2 separate regions of the Rattus norvegicus genome follow, and region 2 is linked to region 1. The links are chromatin contacts, called in public Hi-C maps. All regions are on one chromosome and are shown on one strand. The core of a region is the stretch at or near the end of the contact, and the rest is flanking DNA. Distances in the headings are between cores, read along the strand shown.

Evidence for each region. A called contact is a pair of places that touch in the nucleus more often than the background predicts.
Region 2: a contact with region 1 is called in a Hi-C map of psoas muscle, with 2.7 times the contacts expected there. The contact joins the enhancer-like site here to the promoter of Six4 in region 1.

What each region holds. Positions count from the first base shown.
Region 1 is chr6:97,549,575-97,555,985 of GRCr8, reverse strand. Six4 (SIX homeobox 4) reads left to right here and starts at 4,114. Exons shown (of 3, transcript NM_001414919.1): 1 at 4,114-5,198. The coding sequence starts at 4,357. It also overlaps a transcript of Mnat1 not described here.
Region 2 is chr6:97,650,000-97,656,410 of GRCr8, reverse strand. The region is part of intron 6 of Mnat1 (MNAT1 component of CDK activating kinase); the gene reads right to left. Among named protein-coding and RNA genes, the nearest start is that of Trmt5, 70 kb to the left of the region's middle. Within about 2 kb of position 2,615, at least 5 of the 93 cell types and tissues checked have an H3K27ac peak or open chromatin away from gene starts, as enhancers often do.

The DNA of each region.
Region 1 (6,411 bases), core at 2,865-5,364:
ACCTATGTGACTCAAGGGTTACCATCTACCTCCTTCCTGTTGACCACTATACTACAGGCAGATAATTTGGTCACCAACATCTTATGAGCACACATATATGTCTTGATTTTTCTAGCATAAATAGAAAACCTTTTTAAAAAATGTTCTGATTGTTTTGCTTAGGGTAAGTACTTATTCTAGACCAATTGACATTGGCCGTGATGATCTACTACTACACATGACAACAAAGTAAATATTTAAAAGTTTATTTTTAAGCCAGATCTTGCTAAGTGACCTGAACTGGCCTATGATTTTGAATCAGTCCTCCTACATCAATGAGAGTGGTCTTTTAACCACTCTCCAACTACCCACTTATATAAAAACCTCTGTTCCATATTGAATTGCTTGTTTACTTTCAGAAAAACATCAAATAATCATGGCTCCATGTACTTCCCGTTCTGTTCCCTTTGCCTCTGATGAGCCACTGTCCTCTCAAATTTCTCAACCTTCAAAGACTCAACTCAAAATCCACATCCTACTCCCCACCACATTAGAATGAGTCCTTACCATGCTCTTCCCTTAGACTGTGTTCCTTTATAGATATGTCTTCTCTCTCCCACAAGAATTCAACCTCCTAGAAAGACCGAGACCCCATAGATTCATGCCTCTATCCTTTTGTTCCTAATGTTCTATTCTTTATGCTTAGGCAGGACTCAGAAAGTGATGAAGAAGTGAGTGACCCTTTGTAAATGCTCACTACTTACCAACCACCTTCATTAAGTAGCAGTGGAGAGGGGTGACGTTAGGACCAGCCTACAGTAACTCTCTGAGAAAGAAAGAGCCTACCAAGAAGCCAGTTATCTTCAGACAGCCAAAGTGTCAACTTGGAAATGGAAATGTCCATTCAGGGGCTGGAGAAATAGCCCTGCAGTAAAGTCCAATCATGGAACCCATGTATAAGTAGAAAGAGAGAGCTGCTAGCCAATTCCACAGAAATGTCCTTTGACTCCCCTTCCATGATCTGTATGTAGTACATATATACATGGACACACAATAATAGTAGTTGACAGCAACAACAACATATTTTTAAGTTTAAAGAATTCTGAAGTCAGGCAGTGGTGGCATACCTTTAATCCCACACTTGGGAGGCAGAGAAAGGCAGATTTGTATGATGACCTCAAGGACAACCTGGTCTACAGAGTTTGTTCCAGAACATGGATAAACACTGTCTCAAAAGAGAAATAAGGAAAGGGGAAAGGAAAAGGAAGTGAAAGGAAGGAAGGAAGGAAGGAAGGAAGGAAGGAAGGAAGGAAGGAAAAGAAATTTGCCTTCTTGGTTAATAAGCAGAAAAAAAATCACATGAACTTCAACATAACATGCTGTACTGAACCAGATTTTCTTCAAGACACTAAAATGGCAAAATCATCTGCTTGCTTTTAGAAGCGAGGATCTGATTTTCCTTCCACTCTTCCCATCCCACCATCTCAGCCGCCACTCCTCAAGATCACAACCCAGCATGACACTGCCTGCCAGCGCAACAGACTCCATTAGTCCCGACCTAGCAGAGGAGTGAAACAGAAGCAACTCAAACACCATTGGGTGTAACCTGTGCTCCAAGATAAACTCCACACAAAACACAGTTCCCCTCCAGTGCTGCTGACCGTGTTTGAGTCTACTAGGAATTCTGGCAGGACATGCTCTGAATCTCACCCTGCCCAAGCGCCACAAGACTAAGATATCTGGTCCTAGAAATACCTGCAACTGGTGTATAAATTCACAAAATTCGAATCTGTAGAAGGACTCCATCAATTTCCTCTCAATTGGATCCTCCAGCCCCATGGTCCATTGTTTCCACAGACACACTATTGCAGACCTGACAGAGCCACTGACGTTTACATAGACCCTGATAGACTTAGTACCCTAGAGACAATATACAGAGCCAATGATCAAAAGCCAGTTATGTTCTTTTCTAAGTCATGCAATGTACTTGATTGATAATAATTTTAAAGTTAACTCCTATGACCCCATAACCTGGCCAAAGGAATTTTAAAGTAGGTATATAGAACTGAAAGGTCTCCTTCTTTGCATTGTCAATAGGAAGATAACAATTTTTTTTGCAGAAGATTAATTATGTATCAAGTTCTTTTTGTTCTATTTAGTCTGTACAGTGGTCTTTTCTACTTTTTTATACTCAAGTAAATGGCAGAACTGGGACTGAACCCAAGCCTAGATAGCTGAACCTTAAATATGTATCTTTTCCATGAAACCACACTACTTCTTGTCTACTTTGCTCTGATAAATAAAATTCAGAGAACCAAATGCAGAATGGCCACACAGATTGGAGTGAAAAACAGAAAGTCGTAGAAAAATGAATGAACTCCTAATAATAGAGTCTATAATGAATTAATTATGGTGCATAATATGCCAATGTTATCAGCTCATACAAATGTACTGCTTGCTATAAGGTGTCAGGATTAGGGACAAATATGTGAAGGGTAAGTAGGAGCTCTCTTTACTATTTTTATGATTTATCAGCAAATCAAAATTATCCTAAAATAAAAGTATATGGTTAAGTGCAAGAAAAAATTTTTTTAAAGCAAGGAAGTTTTAAACTCAAATATTATCCTGATTGATAGCTATCTGCATGTTTTCAAGGAGGAGGAAGAAAAGGTATTGCCTATGATTATCGATTTTAAATCTGCCAAAGATGCCACTTACAATCAATCCTCAGCACCAATACCGTGGAAGAAGAAAATCAAAATCAGAGAGCCGACTCTCAAGAGTTGTCCTCTGACCTCCACACACGGGTCATGGCTGGCATGTGTGGTCTTGCATGTATGTGCACACACACAAAATAAATATTTTAATGGAGAACAGTTAGGTTCTGTATCAAATATCTCAGCTAACCAACAATAAAGTGGTAGCAAAAAGAGAGAAAGAAAGAAAGAAAAAAGAAAGAAAGAAAGGAAGAAGCAAACATCACCAGATTGAAGTGACAGCAGGTGACCCGAACCAACATGCTGGGATAGGCGGTTATAACTGACTGGGAAGCAGAGACGATACAAGGACACCCTGAAGTAAAGGTTGGTGGGGAGTGGGGGGGCATTTAGCTGTTAGATTTTGAGGAGCACCCACAGACAAACCCAACTGACCTACGGTAACCACAGAGACAGGCTCATCAATACCTTCTGAGCTCTAAGACCCCATGCACACCATGAAGGAAAGAAGCCCACTGAAGACAGCCACATTGCACCTCCACACTTTAGCCTCAAACCTGGAGACCAATCTTCCATTTGTCTCTGGACGGCAAAGGCTGCTGATCCAGTCAGCATACCTATTTATCACCTTCAAAGAGAAACTATTTATCCATCCTAGCACCGCACTGCGTGTGTAGGGGGTAGTGCTATTGGTGTCCAGATTTTGAGTGTTTCTACTATGGTAAGTAGACTTGAGTTCCTAGACCATTATAATTTAACTCTCTTCTATACTACTTATCCCTTAGAAATATCCAGTTTTATTTTCTATATGTTTGTTTGAATTAAATTCATCTCAGGGTTTCTGTTGACTTTTTTTTTTTTAATGCTTCTTGCTTTTGTCATTTCAAGGTTTTCCGAGCAGTTCTTCTCCTCTGGTATTTTCACTACTATCATTTCTTAGTGTTGTTCATGACCCTTTTGAATACACATCCTTAATAAAGACATCCCTTAGTGGGGGAGGAGAGGAGGGAGGTGCTGGGAAGCTTCGGAATTAGTCTCTGAAGTTCTGTCATCTACCTACTGAGGGTGGTCTCTTTGTTAAAAATTTAGCTGTCCAGACCTTAAGGTCACGCGATTAGTATTCCCTTGGGAATCACTGGGCCTTTCTTTGAAAGAGCTGTCCAGTTTTCAGGCCACACTAGATAACTGCCCATTCAGGAGCTTGGCCAGAAAAGAATGTCGGTGTTTTCCGGCAGGTAAAGGTGCCTGGGGGTCAGGGAGAGAGGGAAAGGCAAGGGGTGGAGTGGAAGGCGGGTGATCGACAGGGATAGAAACGGTGTCTCCTCCTCCCACTGAATGCGAAATAGCCAATGGGGTGGCGCGACCGGGCCGGCCGGGCGGCCAGTGCCATATAGTATGCAGCAACCGGAGGAGTCACGTTGGGGGAACGGCAGAAAGCAGCTATCCGTTTACACTACTTTGCTCTAGCAGCTATCTTAATGGTGACTGCGTGGCCTGGGGGAAACCTGATCGGCCAGATCCAGCCGAAACCGGGAGGGAGGGAGTGGGCTTTCCGGAGGGGGGAGGGGGAGGGAGACGAAGAAGGAGGAGTAAGAGAGGGGGAAAGAAAGAGGAAAAGAGTGCGAGGGAGTGAGGGAGGGAGGAAAATAAACAACAAAAAATGTCCTCTTCCTCCCCCACCGGGCAGATTGCAAGTGCGGCGGACATCAAGCAGGAGAATGGGATGGAAAGCGCCTCGGAAGGACAGGAGGCGCACCGAGAAGTGGCGGGGGGCGCGGCGGCTGGGCTGAGCCCCCCGGCTCCAGCTCCTTTCCCCCTGGAGCCGGGGGACGCCGCGGCTGCCTCCAGGGTAAGCCGGGAGGAAGGGGCAGCGGCGGCCGGAGCGGCAGATCAGGTACAACTCCACTCGGAACTTCTGGGCAGGCACCAGCACGCAGCCACCGCGCAGCCCCCGCTGGCCTTCTCGCCGGACCATGTCGCCTGCGTGTGCGAGGCGTTGCAGCAGGGGGGCAACCTGGACCGCCTGGCCCGGTTCCTTTGGTCCCTGCCCCAGAGCGACCTGCTACGTGGCAACGAGAGCCTGCTGAAGGCGCGAGCGCTCGTGGCCTTCCACCAGGGCATCTACCCTGAGTTGTACAGCATCCTCGAGAGCCACAGCTTCGAGTCGGCCAACCATCCGCTGCTGCAGCAGCTCTGGTACAAGGCGCGCTACACCGAGGCCGAGCGAGCGCGCGGCCGGCCGCTGGGCGCCGTGGACAAGTACCGGCTGCGCAGGAAATTCCCCTTGCCCCGCACCATCTGGGACGGCGAGGAGACGGTGTATTGTTTCAAGGAGAAGTCGCGCAACGCGCTTAAGGAGCTCTACAAGCAGAATCGCTACCCCTCGCCCGCCGAGAAGCGGCACCTGGCCAAGATCACTGGCCTCTCCCTCACCCAGGTCAGCAACTGGTTCAAGAACCGGCGGCAGCGCGACCGAAACCCCTCCGAGACCCAGTCCAAAAGGTGAGCGCCAACTTTCCTTCCTCCTCCCCCTTCCTCCCCCCCACCCCTTCCCAGCTTTCTTTTCCTCCAAGCGCTCGAAAACATGGCGCTTACCTTCCCCACCAGCCTGGTCCGGCTGCCCACCTCTCCCCGCCCCCCACCTCGCTTCCCTACGGGGAGGGGGGAAGACGCCGGTGGCAACGGGCGGGCGGGGGATCCTCCCTCCAAACCCTCCCCCTCCTGCCCCCAGAAGTTTCTGGTCGCCCTCCTAGGGCCAGTCCCCGCCCCCACCTCGGCTGGTCACTGCTGCCCGGCTTCCCACCCCCATCCTGCTGCCTTTGAAGTTGCCACTCTCGCCTTGGTTCTTTTAGGGAGTGTGTGTGCACGCCGACAAGGCTGCTCTCACCGCGGCTCGGGGCCCGCAGGGGCTGCCGGCGCGAGCCAGGGTCTCTTCCTCCACCCGGTCACCCAGAGCCTAGAGTGCGCACACGCTCCAGGGTACTCAGGGGTCGACTGAGCCCCAGGCTTGCCCTGGAGGTCACCGGGGGCGCTCTGGAAGGAAAAAGGGAGCGTTAATGAAGAGTAGTGACTCAGATGGGGTCTGGGGACGTCGAGGCTTTAATATGACAGAGCTAATCATTCACTCTGCCCGCCGCGGTTCCCATCGCTGCTTGGGCAGCGTGGGGTGTGGGTGCTGCTCATCTCTGCGGTGTTTTGAAACCTGATTCTGAACAACTTCGGATCGGGTTACAGTGCCTCAGAGGTGGCAAGACTGAAGGACAGTTTCTTGGACCCCCTAACACATCCTGAACCCCTACTGACCGGACAATTGGGACTAGGGGACACGCTGGCATAAGGTGGGCAGCAGGAAAGAAGTAGAGGAGCTATCCACTCAGTCCTCTTTCACACACACACACACACACACACACACACACACACACTTTCTGGTTTGAACTTTATTGTGTTTTCCTTTTCTTTCGTATAAAATGCAGATTTTTTTTCCCCTTCATCTCTTTTGTGTCCACTTGAGTCAGACCCTCGGCTGTATGTGAGTGTTTAGGTGTGTGTGAGTGTACGTGTTGTTGTTGCTACTGCTGCTGCTGTTGTTATACGGGTAAAGTAAGGAGAAGAAGGTTGATGGCCCATTCCCACGGGGATCGGAGAGAAGAGAATCTAAATGCAGTTCAAATGTTCTGCCCTTGGAAGGAACCCGGGAGCCATGGAGCCAGCCAGC
Region 2 (6,411 bases), core at 1,366-3,865, 100 kb before region 1:
AAAATCTAAAGTTATAGCATACTAGAACTGTATTTTTTAAAGAGTTTAAAACAGTCAAATCATCAGCAGTATTTTGTATTTTAAAATCCAGGTAGTAGTGTTCAGTAAAGTCAGCCAGGAATATAAAATAAAGCCAAGAGAAGCTATGCTATCTTTAGCATCAAATAACAAATGAAATCACGAATAAGTAAGATATGAAGAGGAGAGACCGTATGAAGAGTGGGGTTGATACGCTGAGCCTTATGGAGATTGTCCAGAGGCCAAGAGCACCTGCTGCTCCTGCAGAAGCCTGGTCGGTAATCAGTAGAATGTGTTTCAGCAAAGAAAACGGTTTCCACGTGTGCTTGTTAGGGTTATTTAAATGGCTCGGGAAAGAAAAACAGCAATGATGTTCCCAACTAGCTCCTCTCACAACGGTAACTTTATCAAATCCAACACAGTATGCTGCATGGCTGTGAAACTGGAATCAAAACATGTCACTCCCTGGGCAGAGTCACCTTAATTCTAAGACTACTTCCAGAGACGAATCTACAGAAAGCCTTTGAGAAAAATCAAATAAAGTATTTCTGTACTGTTTCTATTCTGGTAAATATCCTAATAAATTAAATATGTGTGCACGTATATATGGATATATGTGTTGGTATAGATAATGTTTTAAGAAGCAAGCAGACTGAAAGAACATGCCTCACACTGTGTACAAGCTACTTCTCAGAGTCACATTTCTGTGGTAGTTCAGGTATTTTCAATTTATTTTAGGAACAAGCAGAGTAATTTCAGTATTTGCTGTTCCGGTCACTCTGGGGTGATGTCAGCCCATCATCACTGTAACAGCTGCACGGTAATAACTTCCTGCTAAAACATCATTTCACGGTAGGCACAATTCATCCCCATCCCTGACAGGCACACAGAAATGACTTTTTCTCATTATTTTTCAAAATTTACAGTAACTGTCAAAAGGACAAATGGAGGGCAGGGGTCTGAAGGCTGAAAGGGAACTATGTACTTCCCTTGATGTTGCCTCTAAAGCTGAATAAACTGAAGTAAACCATTGGAATTCTCTTAATCTCATTTTTGTTATCTACAATAAGGTTGGGGGAAAACTGGAGCACCAGGGGACCCTGCTAGAAATCCCTGACCTATAAGCAGAAATAACCCACTGCCTGTCCAAGTATCATAAAAACAAATAAGGTTTTCCTCCAATTGAATACATGACTGGTCTATATATTTAAAAAAAAAAAAAAAAGCACTTACTTCTGTATTTCCTAAATCTCTACTAAAATCATCAAACAAGGTAAATATTTTAGAATGGGTAGAATTTAACATCAAAAATATCCGTTTTGAGCATCCTAACAATGACTTATCCCTAGAGTCTACCTTTATGACCCTTTGTCTTTAAGACACGTTAGCCAACCACCCAAAATGTCTCCTTCTCAAAGTGTATCTGCAAAGGAAGAAGATGGTCACCTTGCAGACACTCGGCCTGCTCATCAAGCAATGCTCATATTCTGAAAATATGCTTTAAACCATCAAAGATTCCTAACATCTAGCTGAGCCTAATCTTGTTCATCATTGCAATCAAATAGTCCCAAGGAGTTATACTGTATTATCTTTTGGCCAAGACTTTAAAAATGTTTGTAGCAAATTGGCTCTGCAATGTTATGATCTGTCCTCTATAGGGGAAAATTTTGCCATATGAATCCACTTGCAATGTTCACTCTCAAAACTCAGCATTTAGTGTTCACAGAAAAATATTCTTTAATAATATCTCAACTCTACTTTTAGGTATATATTGGTATACCAATATAAACTACTGTGAAGAGTTTCAAAAACAAAACATAACTTATGTAGGAGTGAAAGGCTAGGTGGTAGCTACCTGTAAGCGGAGTATTCAAGGAAGAGTAGGAGGATCACAGTAAGCCTGGGCACTATGGAGGTCAGGGCTGCATAGCAAGACCAAGTCTCAGGGGAGGGAAGCAGGGAGGGAGGGAAGAGAGAACCCATAGAATTTATGTGCTTTATTTTTGTTGTTTTAAGTTTATTTTCTTTGGGCACTGACAAACAACACAGTGTTGAGAGAATGGTTTTTAATTCCTTCTCTGATGCTTGTCTTGCTGCTGGACTAGACTTTGCTGCCAAGAGGACATAGCGTCCAGCAAATCATGTCTGTTTCTATAAAAAGACCAGAAAAGAAAAACATCAAGGGAGGCTATCTGGTGAGACAAAAAACTCTTTCCTTTGAAAGACTGTGCTAATCGTTTTTAAAAACGAAAAACAAAACACAAAACAAAACAAAGAAAACCCAGTATTTGACAGAAATTTTTAACGCGCTTTTTAGGCATCAACATCTTTGCTGATTTGCTGTTACTCCCTGTAAGAGTAAGTCAAGAAAGCATTGTCGTCTTGAGCGAGTAGTTAGCTGGTGATGACGACAACTTGTACATATGTCTACACTTCTGATTGCAATAAAATATAAAATTGCTTCATGCAAAGTTACCTAACTGTACCCTTTGACTCTGTTAACAAAAAAAACCATACGAAAAGCTACATACACTGAGTCACACATCCTCCATGCCTGATCCAGCGCTCGATACACTAGGAATGTTTATTTCAAGACTGAACAGGTGTTTTAGAACAGCGCCTTCGCTCCCCTACCTCAGCGCCCAAATGGCGTGTGCCAGATCTCTGGGTCTATTTAAAGTCTTTTGAACTCAGAAGAGATAACCACTGTGTAGTTTCTGTTGTTAGGTATGATATCATAACAGCAAGACAAATAACTAGTACCCACCTAGCCTTGGGGATGTTTTAAAGTTTGTTTGTTTTTGTTTTGTTGGTTGGTTGGTTTTGGTTTTGACTTTTTTCAAGACTGGGTTTCTCTGTGTAGCCCTGGATGTCCTGGAATTTGTATCACCAGAACTAACCCTACTTTCAAATACTTATCAACATGTACAAACTGTTCCACAAAATAGATTTACAGCCATTAAATCATAAAGTACAAGGTATTTATTTATGTATTAATATATAGATTCTTTTAAGATGAAAATTATATTAGTTTTCTAAGATGTCATTTTCAGAAAATATTTACAATCTATTTCTGAAAAACATATACTTAGGCAAACTACATCTATATTGAGATATAAACTTTAACTTTTATACGTATATTTTTTCTTAGATGTTTAGTTTTCTTCGTATAATAAGCAAAAACAAGCTCTTCTTCTAGCAGAAGTCACAACAGAAATTGATGGCTTATCAATCGTTATAAGTTGCATACACATTGAAATATGATCAAAAATACTCTTTCAACTAAGAAGACTAACTCCTAGCAAGGTTGAAATAGGTGCCTTTGGGGAGGCGCTGAGCTAATCAGTTCTTTAGGCTGCATTCCAGTGTGCCTCATGTTTACTCTGTGGATGACACTGCAGCGCACAAGGGTCGCAGTCCTTCCGGGCTGCCATCTGAGAGCCCATTTATTGCTCAGCATAAGTGCAGCTCCCACAACGGCAACAGCATCCAGACTGTCACATGGTTTGCTTTAAGGTTTGCTTTTTGTTTTAATTCTGGGGGTAAAAACTAATTTTATTCTATAGACTTCCTTTTATAAAACAAACAAACATATATTGAAGAGATGTATACTTAGTAAAACAGTAACCTAAGGGCAAAGAAAAACCTGACTTTCAAGTGCTTCTAAATTTTACAACTTGGTATTTAACTGTGGTAAGCACTAACATGACCAGTTGCTAGGCCAGGTGCTGCCGCCAATCAGCTGCCGTCGCTGAAACACATTCTACAGATTACCCTTAATCTCCCGCCCACAGCGGCTGCTGCTGCTTCACTATAATCACCCCTGAAAATAAACATGGTCACCAAAACAAGAAAAATAGTCAGATAAAACTTTAGGCCAAACCCAGCTCAGCCTAGTTCTGTGTCTGCTCATTTCTGTCTGTGGCTTTCTGTCTGGAATCCTTCTACTAAACCTAAGGCCTCCATGTCTGGCTCTCAGCAGCTTTCCACAGCCCGTTTCTGAATTGTCTCTTCTAGAAATTTAGATGGATGGATGGATGGACGGATGGATGGATGGATGGGTGGGTGGGTGGGTGGGTGGGTGGATGGGTGGGTGGATGGGTGGATGGATGGGTAGATGGGTGGATGGATGAATGGATGGGTGGATGGATGAATGGATGGGTGGGTGTGTGGGTGGGTGGATGGATGGATGGGTGGGTGGGTGGATGAATGGATGGATGGGTGGGTGGGTGGATGGATGGGTGGGTGGGTGGATGGATGGGGTGAGTGGATGGATGGATGGATGGGTGGGTAGGTGGATGGATGGATGAATGGATGGGTGGGTGGGTGGGTGGATGGATGAATGGATGGGTGGGTGGGTGGATGGATGGGTGGGTGGGTGGGTGGGTGAATAGATACAGATAGATAGATAGATAGATAGACAGACAGACAGACAGACAGGCAAGCAGACACACGATAGCTACACATATGGATGAACCTGAGATACTTGGGGAAAGCGTTATGGCAGTATGTAATATGGTATTCTTCGCTGCTGTTGTTGAATTCTGATCCCACTGATCATATTAAAATAAGAGAAAGCAGACCTAATGAAGACACGCACACTCTCACCATCTTATGACAACTCTCTCATTTTGCTCTGGAACTACTTCATGTACGGTCCCTGCCCTCGACATAAGAGACTTTTCCTTCACAATGATATCCATCCACTAAACACAACTACAATTACCAAATAAATACCTATGTCAGGGAAATTATCATAAAATTACTCTGAAGATCTTTAATAAGATCTGCTACTAGGTGCTGATGAAATACTTTAAATCCATTTGGAAACAGACTGAGAACTGTACTCAGAATTTACTTTTAGGATCTAACTATACTTTTAATGCTTGAAGTTAACACAGATTCTTAAATAGCAAGCAACATGGTTCTGCGGTGTTTTTAAAGCCACTCTGATTCTATTGCATATGCCTGTGACCTCCACTATGACCTCTACAAAAGCAGTTGTACGCTTTGCTGCGGTGCAAATCCTCAGACAAGTTGAACCTGTTCTCTTTGGCACTGAGCCCTTTTGCTGAGCACACAGCTGAGATTTATTATAAACGGGGCACTGAGGGGCATTATTTCACAACACTTATCCTTTACATATAGCCAAGTATAATCTTTTACAACCTTTGAAGGCTCCTAAATAAACAGATCGTCTTTTAATTACAAAGTTTCTTATTTGTCACTAATTGCAAGACATATTAGGATTCATTTTACACTGGAGAAAAAAGCTAGCACATAAAGCCATGTACAAAGGTTGTGAAAATTAGTTAACATACATTCAAAGCAATAGCACTCTTATCCTCAATCCTTGAACAATTACCTGCCTTGCTGTCTTTACAAGGTAAATACGATAGAATCACTATTCTAACCCTGAGCTTACAAACCACACAACAAGAAAATGGTTTGTTTGTTACTGTTTTCAATCTCACATCACTCACTGGTCTTTTAAAAACTGGAAACTTTCCGTTCTTTCAGACTTTCCTGTGCACTTGGCTCTCCTGTGGGCCTTTCCCAAACACTTTCTACTTTAGCTTGGAGCAACCTCTGCTGCTTCTCCTCAGGACTCAGAGCTGGTTATTCTCTAGGGACAGGAGAATTTCTAAGAACTATCTCTAATAACAGGAATTACCAAACTGTTTAAATTAATTCTTCAGCCCTTGATAACTCATCTAACAAAAAAGTACTGCCATGCTGTAAAAAGACAGACAGACAGAAAGGGAGGAAGGACAAACAAGCAAACCTCCGTTACTGGCAGAAGTGTTCTATCCTGAAAGTCAAGTTCAAGCCGGTCTCTCAGCTGCGAACGTTTTAGCTTCTGAGGGACGCTGAGTCAGGTGGCACTTCCTCACTGTAATATTTCTGATATTCTCATTAACACAAGATTACAAACTGGAAAATGCCTGAATGTTTTTCTGAATACATTTTAAAATAATTTTTTATTAAATTATTTTGTGGTTTAAAAAAAATCTAAGGACATTTGTAGGAATTAGGGGTTCACTAAGGAGTAAAATAGGCATAAACAGCAGCAAATATATTTTGCCTTTAGCTAAAGAAGAAACCCCTTTCATAAAGTTTGCCACTGTTATTTCAGTTCTTTTCTCGGGCAGTTTCTATCTCTACTATGTCCCCTCTAGGGAGTTAAATTAGGAGCTTGGGTCATTTGTTAGTCACTAAACCAAAACAGCACCTTTTCTAGAAAATGTAGTCTCTCTGAGAATAAAAGATTTAACTTGAAGTGGTTTCCCATCTGTGTATGTGTGTGACAATTGACGACAAAGATGTCATGAGTTTGGAGAGAGCAAGTGGAGGTACACAGGAGGGACAAGAGAAAGGAAGGAAAAGGAAGAA